Regions from separate parts of the Capra hircus genome. Here region 1 is linked to region 2. A link is a contact called in public Hi-C data. All regions are on one chromosome and are shown on one strand. Each heading gives the region's core, a stretch centred on a gene start, on an enhancer-like site or on the middle of the called end of the contact. The rest is flanking DNA. Distances are from core to core; before and after follow the strand shown. Region 1 holds the start of MRPL17 (39S ribosomal protein L17, mitochondrial). Region 2 overlaps DNHD1 (dynein heavy chain domain-containing protein 1).

Region 1 (5,445 bases), core at 2,807-5,306, 140 kb before region 2:
TGCAATAACAGCAAACCATTTCTCGATCGGATTGTGGTATGCAATGAAAAGTGGATTTTATATGACAACTGGCAATGACCAGCTCAGTACTTGGACAGAGAAGAAGTCCAAAGCACTTCCCAAAGCCAAACTTGCACCAAGGAAAGGCCATGGTCACTGTTTGGTGGTCTACTGTCCGTCTGATCCACTACAGCTTTCTGAATCCCACTGAAACCATGACATCTGAGAAACATGTTCAGAAAATTGATTTGTTGTTCAGTCATGTTTGACTCTTTGAGACTCCGTGGACTGCAGCACACCAGGTTTCCCTGTCCTTCACCACCTCCTGGGCCTTGCTCAAACTCATGTCCATTGAGTCAGTGATGCCATCCAACCATCTCATCCTCTGTTGCCCCCTTCTCCTTTTGCCCTCAGTCCTTCCCAACATCAGGGTCTTTTCTAATGAGTTGGTTCTTTGCATCAGGTGGCCAAAGTATTGGAGCTTCAGCATCAGTCCTTCCAGAAAATAGATGAGTTGCATCAAAAACTGTAATGCATGCAGCATTGGTCAACAGAAAGAGCCCAATTCTTCTCCACGACAACACCTGACCACATGTTGCACAACCAATGCTTCAGAAGTTGAATGAATTGGATTGTGATGTTTTGCCTCATCCATCATATTCACCTGACCTCTCGTCAACCAACTATCACTTTTTCAAGCATCTTGAAAACTTTTTGCAGGGAAAACGCTTCCACAACCAGCAGGAGGCAGAAAATGCTTTCCAGGAGTTTGACCAATCCTGAAGCACAGATTTTTTACACTACAGGAATAAACAAACTTCTTCCTCATTGGCAAAAACGTGTTGATTGTATTGGTTCATATTTTGATTAATAAAGATGTGTTTGAGCCTAGTTACAATGACTTAAAATTTGTGATCTGAAACCACAATTACATTTACATTTGCACCAACCTATACAAATAAGGATGATGTTTGATGCTGTACATTTTCACCATGTGGATATTCCTTTTTTAAAGCAATGGATCAAATAACACCAGTGTCAGTACTCAATTTCCCTGAATTTTGCAAAGAAGAAAATCTACCCAATTTTTACCAGTAGAAATTTAGGATGAATTTTTTGATGATGATGTTATAGTATAATGCGGAGATAACTGAAAGCTATAAGAATTAATTCCAAATACCTGAGACATAGAGAATATTGCAATTTCTGGAATTTATTGTGAACTATGGTTTGTATAATTTTCTGCCAACATATCCATATCTTTAAGAATGTTCCTAAAAAAATACTTTTCATATTTGCATAATTGTTGCTTCCAACTAAGGAAATTTTTCAAAACTAAACCTAGCTTGACCACGTAGGGACAAGAAAACTCCCCTGCCCAGCCTGGAGGAGGACCAAATGATGGAAGCATGACCTCTACTCAAGAATGACAAGTCTTCTTCTCCTCCTCCACACTTTTGGATTATAAAACTGTAGCCCAGTAAGTTCTTCGAGTGCAGCAACCTCTCATCTGCCTGCTTGTACATCTCACAAGTGTCCTATCCTAATAAATCAATTCTTATCTATCACTTTGCCTCTCGCTGAATTCTTTCTGCACTGAGACATAAAGGACCACAACTCTTCAGAGCCTCCCAACAGGACACTTGACAGTTTCAGTTGCTCTTATGTTTCTTATGTTTGCCAGAATCCTTGTCTTGTATTAGACAACTCTGATCTCTGCCTTCCTGGTGACATAGCATTGTCCTTGTGTGTCTCTGTCTCTTCACAAGTGTTCTTTTTATAAGGACACCAGCCATTTTGGATTAGGCATCCATCCTAGTCCAGCTGCAGTCCATGGGGTTGCAAAGAGTGAGACACGACTGTACTGAGCGACTGAACTGAACTGAACTAGTCCAGTATGACCTCATCTTAACCAATTACATCTGCAAGGACTCTATTTCCACAGAAAGTCATATCCTGAGGTATTGGGTGAAGGAGATACAGGAGGTGTGGGGGTCGGGTGGGACTTAGCATATATTTTTTGCGGGGAGGACACATCTGAATACATAACAAGGAACAATTTTGACTAAGTCATTGCAAATCAGCTGACACAAAGGCTCAAAACCAGAAATTATAATGCTTTTGTTCATTTATTTAACACATAAATGCATACGTATGTTTTCCCCTTTTAAGATAAAAAACACAGTGATGTAATTTTTTTTTTAATGATGCAAAGAGCTGGCTAATTTGAAAAGACCCTGATGCTGGGAAAGATTGAGGGCAGAAGAAGGGGACCACAGAGGATGAGATGGTTGGATGGCATCACTGACTCGATGAACATGAGTTTGGGTAAACTCCCGGAGTTGGTGATGGAGTGCCAGGACCAAGCCTGGCGTGCTGTGGTCCATGGGGTTGCAAAGAGTCAAACACGACTGAACAACTGAACTGAACTGAATTTAAAAATATTAAATCATTACTTTTTCTTTGAGCACAGCACTTTTTCTTCAACTAGGATGGTTATGTCACGCGAGTGTATGCTCCTCGATTCTTTGTCTCCTCACAACAAAGATTTGGAGTGACAGATATTAAAGCCCCCTCGGCGTGTCACAGCTCTCAGGTCTTGGATAGACCGTGTTATAGCTCTCAGGTCTCAAATGAACCGTGTTATAGCTCTTAAACAAATCAGTGTTACAGCTCTATTTTATTTAGAAGATAGCAGGAAAATCCATCTTCAAGGTGTGAGGGCACGTCGATCTAAAGACTTGAGAAGAGCGCCCCAGAGCGCAGGAGAGAGAGACAGAGCTGGCTCTGGCTCCTCTATTTATATGTTTATCTCTCCCTGGGCCTGTCCTATGTAAACTGGGCCAGCCAGGAGTGTTGTTTGTTTTACCTGAGGTCCTCACTCCAGTCCTCGGACCTTTTATTTCATTTTCACGGGCTTTTCCTTTCCTTGTCTGTAGCCACCACCATTTTGGACTCCTTTCCCCTGTTCTACCTACCTAACACTTAGATTTGCTTTGTGGATTAAAAATGTCACCTGCCACATCAGTAAAGAAACGATGTTGCAGCCATCAGCCTGTGCAGACCCTCCTCTCCACCACAGTAAACCCCAAGGAAACTCAGGACAGAAACATAACCCTCCCCAGTGAATCATCAGACACTGCAGCCACTCACTGAATGGAGCAACCTGAGGAGACTCGGGATGAGAAAACAGGATCAGTCAGTCAGTTCAGTCGCCCATGAATTGCAGCACGCCAGGCCTCCCTGTCCATCACCAACTCACTCATACTAGCCCCAAATAGCTGGGATGCATATCAAAACAATGATCTCAGTGAGCCTAGACTCTTCCATCTTCTCATACATAAAAAAGCACTAAATCCCTTGAGATATCTGGCTTTCTTTAAGATAATCTTTTGATGCTCCAACTACCCTGTCTTCCCTGCAAAATCTCTTATATTTTCTGCCCCCCACCCACTCCAAACCCCTTCTACAACCCCCTCTGCCACCATAGCCTCTCGGAGTTATCTTAGCTACTGTGTCGTGGGATCAAGTCCTCAGTTTTGTCTGCTAGGTAAAACAACTCTCAACTTTTACGTTGTGCTTTTTTTTCCCAGTCAACAACTTCAAGGAAAGAAAATTTTCACCATCTCTATTTCTTTCCTATCATTGTTATTCCATTCATTTCGCCATTACTGCTGAAAATAATTTGCTTTTCAAAATTGACACGCTCAGAGTGTCAGACTCCCCGCGCCTCAGAAAGAGCAGGTCCCCCGGCCTGAAGGACTGGAACACCTCCAAGCACTTTCCTCTTCAGGTCCTCACGCTACAAGCCAGCTCCAAGCTGAGCTTCCCAGCGCGGGGTCCCCTGACGACTGTCGCAGCACCAGAGAAACCGTCGGCCTGCTCACTCCACACCAGGGGGCGCCTGGTTCCCGGGCAAACCAGCCGCGCTCGAAAGACCAAACTCCGCCCGTCTCTCCTCCTCCGGACGAGGTCAACGCCCCGTCCCCGCCCTCCCCAAGGCTGCCAACGAGGCAGGCTCTGATACACATGCGCAAACACGTCCACCACGCAGCTACGTAAGGCGCGTGGGTCCTCTAAGCTCCGCCTCTCGGCCGCGTCTCTAAGTTTCCAGTTCCGGCCTCACAGAGGTCGGGAGCAGCGGGGGACATGCGGCTGTCGTTCGCCGCCGCGGTCTCCCACGGCCGCGTATACCGCCGTCTAGGCCTTGGTCCCGAGTCCCGCATTCACCTGTTGCAGAACTTGCTTACGGGACTGGTGCGCCACGAACGCATCGAGGCGTCATGGGCACGCGTGGACGAGCTGAGGGGCTACGCCGAGAAGGTAAGGGGCGTGACCCTCTTGTGCCTCTCCTAGGTCTGGCCTGAGGGGGCGGGATCCGGCTGGAGTTGGGGAAGAATTGGGACCGCCCTGGTAAAGAGGGCCCGAAGTCTCATTACCATGAGCTGAACCTACTCCTGTGGCCCCTCAAATGGAGACCTGATTAGGACAGCGTGTTTAGAGGCAGCCTGAATTAGCGACATGCTTTGCTAGAGTATGGAATGAATTGGTTGCAATTTGGCATTAGAAGATTAAGATTGACGCCTCCTTTCTTGCTCGGATTTTGGTGAGTGATATTGTGTCCTCACAGCTCATCGACTACGGGAAGCTGGGAGACACCAACGAACGAGCCATGCGCATGGCGGACTTCTGGCTCACGGTGAGTGCATCCTGTCCACTTCCCAGATCTTATCCTTTGATTCCTAAGTGGAAGGGAGTTGTTAGAGGAAAGGGAATTGGGCGAAATTAAGGCACGCACTTACGGACAAATGTGAACTAAGTAAGAGATATATGTCCTACGTTGAGTTCAACGTGAATCTCAGTCTACACAACTGCCCATAATTGATCAGTTTATAATGCCACGTCAGAGGGTGAGGGAAGGGATGTGGGTGTGTGTGTGTTTGAACCCTACCTTTGGGGATGCTGAAAGTTAATGTGTCGGTGATGGTGCCTGACTCTGCTCTCTCCTGGAAAACTCTCCCCGTCTAGGAGAAAGACTTGATCCCAAAGCTGTTTCAAGTACTGGCCCCTCGGTACCAAGGTCAGAATGGGGGCTACACGAGAATGCTGCAGATCCCAAATCGGAATCAGCAGGATCGGGCCAAAATGGCAGTGATTGAGTACAGAGGAAACTGTCTCCCACCCCTGCCCCTGCCACGCAGAGACAGCAACCTTACACTCCTAAACCAGCTGCTTCAGGGGCTGCGGCAGGACCAGGAAGCAAGCACCCGCAGTTCCCACCCAGCTCAAACACCAGAGGTTTAACTGAAGCCAAAGGGCATGTGGCCCTCATCAGTGCCCGTGATCACAGGCCTTGGGAGCTCTATTCAGCTCTAAGAACTGGAGCTTGAGTTGTAAAATGGACTCTCTGATTGGAGTCTGGAGCCCAGAACTTTCTGAGAGCCA
Region 2 (5,718 bases), core at 3,016-5,515:
AGACTCTGCCTGCCAAGCAGGAGACCTAGGTTCAATCCCTGGGTTGGGACGATCCCCTGGAGAAGGGACCAGCTACCCACTCCAGAATTCTGGCCTGGAGAATTCCAGGGACTGTACACTCCATGGGGCCGCAAAGAGTCAGACACGACTGAGCAACTTTCACTTCCACTTTTCACTGCTCCATCGCACACCCATCTCTGTTCTCTTGTCCTTGTCTGGGAGTTCACAAGAGACAGGACTTTGGTCTGATAATCTCAAGAGTCTCCTGAATTTGGCTCAGAGGAGGCAGGTGAGTTTGATGAGGGAAGGATAAAGGAATGAATGAGCTGGTGCAGCCTAGAGGACAGAGCATTGAACATTGGGGAGATGTGACCATAAAGGGGAGACCTTTGCTTAAGAGGCCAGACATTGGGCAGGAAAGAGGGAGTGAGGGGCTCCCAAGAAGATTAAGACTGTGTGGGAGCTGCATGGAAGATGCTGTCTCAGAAAAGACGGATGGCTCAGGCTGTCCAGGAGGGCAGGGGCCCAGGCTAGAGAAGCCAGATCCGGCAGAACTTGGTGGATGAATATGCCCCTCACCCTGTCTGGCTGTCACTGGGCCCTAAGGGCGGGGCCTCACCTGAGAGGATGAAGGTACCGCTGTCCTTGCCCACTACCTGCCACTGAGGGCTGCGGGATGCTTGCCTCTTGGAGCGCTCAGAGACTGGGGACTCGTAGGGCACATGCAGGATGAAGTTGAACAGTCGCAGCTGGCGTGCTTCCCAGGCCCGCCGCAGCCGCAGGAGCGCTTCGTGGGCATGATTCCGTATGTTTTCAGCCCTCCAGATCTGGAAGAGCCAGGACTTAGGAGCCGGGACTGGGAGATGGCTCAGGGGATAGCCCTGGAGCTTGGACTCAAGGGCCAGGGCTCAGCAGAGTGCGGGTCTCAGAGAGGAAGAGTGGGGTCATTGGCTTCAAAGGCAAGCCGCCAGCATCACACTGTGACCTAGGGCTGCTGCCCTGAAACCCACTCTTTTGCAAAGCTCTGGCCGAGCAGACAATACATCAATTAACTCATGCTCTTTGGGGACAGGGTAAGTATTGGGGGACATCTGCCACCCTGTGTGCCCACCACTTTCGGGCTGCCACCCACTTCCTTCCCCTGTAGAGGAGGGACATACTTTCAGTCACAAAGAGTCTGGAACCACCCATCAGATCCCCATACTCCCCAGGGAGGCTAGCAATCTCAACCCCCTTTCCACAGACCAATATCTGCTGTTCCCCTTGTTTCAAGGGGCTGCTGGGTCTTAACTGCCTCTATTAGAGCTTAGCAAACAGGCCTTGGGTTTGAGCTACCCCTTCTCAGTGGGGTTGTTGGGGAGGGCCCACCTGATTGATTCGATCTGTAAACTCCAGCAGCGGACAAGAGAGCAGCTGGCCCACTGTTAGGAGCTCTATGCTGTAGAAACTGCTTAGCCCTAAGGCTGAAGGTGGAGGGACAGCAAGTCAGAGCGATACTCGGTCTTTGGCAGAGCCCAGCCTAGTCCAGCCCAGACATCACATCTCAAAGCATGACATAGAGGCAGGGGGCCCGGAACCCAAGGTCCAGAGCACAATTCAGAGTCCAGAACTAAGACTCCAGCCTAAGTCCAGCCCTGGCAGCAGAGAGGATCCACGTGGTAGTGTGTGAGGTCTCTATGAGGGGAAGGAGGCTGCAGCCCGTGGGGAAAGGTCAGGGCAGCCCAGGGAGGAAAGATGCTTCCCAAAAAAAGCCACAGAGAAGTGAGTTGTCCCATTGTTCTAACCCTGTGTCCTTCCCTCCCCCCGCCCTCTGACTCTATCCACACCCACCTCGCAGGAGAGCTTGGCAGTTGAGGTTCTGCACCTGGAGGCTGCCCAGCTTGGTCAGCAGGGGAAGGAGGCTGCGAAACTCCTCCAGCATGCGCATGCAGCGCTGCAGCACCGGGCTGTGCAGCCCCAGGGTCGCGCTCACCCGGGCCGCCTCTGTCAGCCAGCCGTCCGTCTTCTCCTGGGCCAGAGCCAGATTGAACTGTGGGGGAGAGGCACACCGGCAGCTGGACACCCTCCCACCCCCACCCCCGAAAATGCTTCACACCCGGGCAGGGGCGCCGAGGAGGGCGTCAGCACCTTGGCAAAAGCCATGCACTTCCATTCACTGATGTTTTCAGAGATGACTCGGTACAGGTGCCAGATGTGCTGCTGCTGCACGATGGGGCGGGTCCCACAGACTGGCAAGGGCACAGGACTCTCGTCCCCTGTGGGACAGGCCCGGGGGTCAGGCGGGGGCATGATCAGTCAAGATCCCATAATGACAGAAGGGAGGGTCCTGAAAGTGCAGGGGATGAGGCTGGGGGTGGGGGGCAGGGTCCAAAACTGTTCAGTACAATAAACCAAGGGAGAGTTAGTCCAGGAAAAGAAACTCTAGGAAAACGTGACAGGGATGAAAGGGAAGGCATCCTCTTCTATTGATTAGAGTCCGTCTCTCTTAGGCCACTTCAGCCACACCACCCTTCACTATTGCTCAGATACATCAGCCCTGCTCCTTCTTGCTGAGGGCCTTTGACTGGCAGCTCATTCTCTCAGGAACACTCTCCTCTAGAGAACTATATGGCTCACTCCCTTACCACATTCGAGTCCTTGATCAAACGTCAGTTTCTGAATGAGACCTAGGCAGTGCCCACCCCCCCCATTAAGAACTGCTACCCACCCTCCCTGACATTCTTGACTACTCTTAATCCCAAGGACAGAGGAGCCAATTTTTTGACTTCAGAATCTAATATTTAGCCAAGCTGTGATATAAGGACATTATACAGTCATTCTTAGTCATAAATAGCTTAGAAATTCTAACACCTCCAACTCCCTTCTTAGAAAAAAAACAACTCAAAGATTTACTGCAGCCATCCAAGAAAGAAGTGAAAAAAACTAAAAAGATGTGGTATTTTTAAAACTGGAAGTGGGTAAACAAAACCATTCAACCTTAGATGTCAAAATAGTTGTTAACACAGTTATAGAACAAAGCAAATGTCAAAGATAGCAAGTAAAATAAAAGACACAGAATGGAAAATAAACAGTAGCATTAATGGTCTAGATCTAAGATCCTAGAGTGTTGTATTAATAATAAAAACTGGGAGTTTGGTGAAGAGACAGGGGTGGAAAAAGGAAATAAAATCAATGCTGTGCAGTTTTCCAGGTGAAACCCCGCAAGGCCAGAGTCCCGTATTCTACTTTTCCACAAACCTCCCAACCACTAGCAGGAAAGGCCAAGGTCTGTGGTCTACATCAGCTAGAGCATGGGATGCTGCTGCTGCTAAGTCACATCAGTCATGTCTGACTCTGTGCGGCCCCATGGACTGTAGCTTACGAGGCTCCTCCGTCCATGGGATTTCCCAGGCAAGAGTACTGGCGTGGAGTGCCATTGCCTTGCATGGGATGAGGGTCCCCCAGTACTTGACCAAAGGAAAAGTCCCTTGTTTTAGGATGGTCCCAGAGTGTCTCCTCCCTGGGATTGGGGACCTCACAGTCAGAGATGGTAACAGTTGGCAGTTGGCTAAGAGTCAACTCAGAAGCAATATCCCTTGCAAGGGATACAAGTGAGCGACAGAAGTGGCTGCACCTGAGGAAAGAACCTGCAGCCCACAAAGTCCTTCCCATGCAGAAGGGAACCAGCCCAGCCACACACTGCACAGAAGGGCCAAGACCAGGAGTTCGGTCCGGGTCTCCCCTTGGGGCCAGGGAAGCCCTCAGCAGCCGCCTCTCTCCACCACACTGGCTGGAAGCAGTGGCCACGGAGCATCCACACCTGTTTTCATCTGGGACCTGCTGCCTGCTGGAGGCCTGAGTTGAACAGGGCTACACAAAGGCTAAAGACTACGACGAGAACACATTTACATTTCTCTGCGCAGGCTTTTAGCCCTCTGATCCCATCACATTCAGATGGAACACTCACCTAGTTGCCTTCTCCTCCAGACCATGAGCTCCCGTCTAGGCACAACGCTTATCCCCACCCTAAGGATAACACTTGACATAGCCAATGGGTTTAGATTTTGTCCTGCAATCTTTGCATTGAAAGAGACTAAAATGAAGGTATGTGACTCCTAAGACTTGCTTAGGATCACCCAGGACACAACCCAGGATCACACCACCCAGGATCACACCACCCAGGATCACGCCACCCAAGGGTGGTGGTGGCGGAGGGGGCGGGGCCCTGGGTACCAGTGAAGGCAGTGTAGGCATGGTGCAGGTCAGAGAGGCTGCTGACTGTGTTCTGGTACTGACGCTCCAGGGAGATGAGCTGGCGCTCGGTGTTCCTCTGCTCTTGTGCAGGGTCCATGAACGGACCAGACAGGGCCTTCTCAATCATGCCCTCCAGCTCCACCAGTGCCGTGGCCATCAGCTGCTGCAGCTTGGGCACGATGGCATGCCGCTTGCTGAGCAGGAACTCTGAGGCCTGGCTTTTCTCATACTGGAATGACTCCCACGTGTCCATAAGCTGAGGGGCAGGCAGAGGGCGGTCAAGCAGAGCTGGGGGCTGGGGGGAGGAGCAGCGGGTGGGGCAGAGGAGATGCCTTCTCACCGAGATGTCCAGTGCCTCATTCTCAGCACTGAAGAGGCCAAAGTGGTTGCGGATGAGCTCGTAGAGTGACCGCGTGTATTCCATTTGCTCCTCCAGTTCAGCGTACCGCTCGTTGGCCTCATTCAGCTGCAGGGATGACAGCATGAGACCAGCGCCCACACAGCCCTGTGCACCTCTCTGCACCCATCCTGAGGGGCACTCCCTCCTGCTAGAGGCTCCAGGTCCTAGCAGTTGCCTTTTAACCCGCCGAGATCAGGGCAGTCCAAGAGCAGATCCCCATCTGACCAAGGTCTCCCTGAAGACAGCACAGCTCCTCCTCCATCAAGTCATTGCCCTGAGGACAGGGCAATGGATCTCTACTTAAACATATAGAGAGTAGAACTCTCTCTCTGAAAGCAGGACTGTCTCTCATCACATCAGGGCCTCCCCATTTCATGAGGACACTGAGGACCATGTGAACAGGGTGAGAACTGGCCAGGGCAGGTCACACAGGTGAATGCAGTTTAAGGGCATACAGCCCCACTGGGAGCTCAGCAGAGACCGGAAGGGAGTGTGCTTAGCACATGAGCGGGATGGCCCTGGATAAGTTGGAGAGGAAGGATGGGGAGCACCCACCTTCTGGGAGCACCATGCGATGGAGTGGATGTCTGAGTTGATGGTTTGGAAGGCCTTCATGAAACCTGTGAGCTCTGTTATTAGCTGCTGACTGCGGCTCTGGCACTCATTCTGTACCTGTTCAAGAATGTCCTTCCTGATGTTTACCAGCTTGGATTCTGAAGACAGGAGAGAGTGAGGCGTGAGGGGCTGTAGTGGCCAGGGAGCATCCAGGGGAGGCTGGACTGAGAGCAGGTTGAAGGGGAAGCCAGAGCATGAACTGGTTCCCTCAGTCACTGGACACATACTGGACCCCTGCCTGGTGTCATTAGCTGCAGTTCACTGGGGCCCGTGCTGGGCACCAGCAGACAAGGGTGATGAGAGAGACAGAAAGGTTCTCACCCAGAAAAGCTCACAATATGGCAGTAGAGACAAACATATAAATGGACAATCACGTATCAGTGCAATAAATGCTCTTCAGCCAGCCCTCAACCTGGCTCAGTGCAGAGGAAGGAAGCCTGAGGAGACTGGGGGAGGCGTCCCCAGGGGGC

What was found. A called contact is a pair of places that touch in the nucleus more often than the background predicts.
Region 1: a contact with region 2 is called in a Hi-C map of blood, with 3 times the contacts expected there. The contact joins the promoter of MRPL17 here to the enhancer-like site in region 2. A contact is called at or near these places in 2 of 5 Hi-C or Micro-C datasets (both in blood).

What each region holds. Positions count from the first base shown.
Region 1 is chr15:35,957,456-35,962,900 of ARS1.2, reverse strand. It overlaps MRPL17 (39S ribosomal protein L17, mitochondrial), which reads left to right and starts at 4,056. Exons shown (of 3, transcript XM_005709644.3): 1 at 4,056-4,323; 2 at 4,631-4,699; 3 at 5,029-5,445. The coding sequence starts at 4,150. The coding sequence ends at 5,304.
Region 2 is chr15:35,820,363-35,826,080 of ARS1.2, reverse strand. It overlaps DNHD1 (dynein heavy chain domain-containing protein 1), which reads right to left. Exons shown (of 42, transcript XM_018058917.1): 12 at 5,189-5,346; 13 at 4,213-4,699; 14 at 2,128-2,255; 15 at 1,831-2,029; 16 at 1,369-1,463; 17 at 620-827. Among named protein-coding and RNA genes, the nearest start is that of DNHD1, 32 kb to the right of the region's middle. Within about 2 kb of position 4,265, at least 1 of the 5 cell types and tissues checked has an H3K27ac peak or open chromatin away from gene starts, as enhancers often do.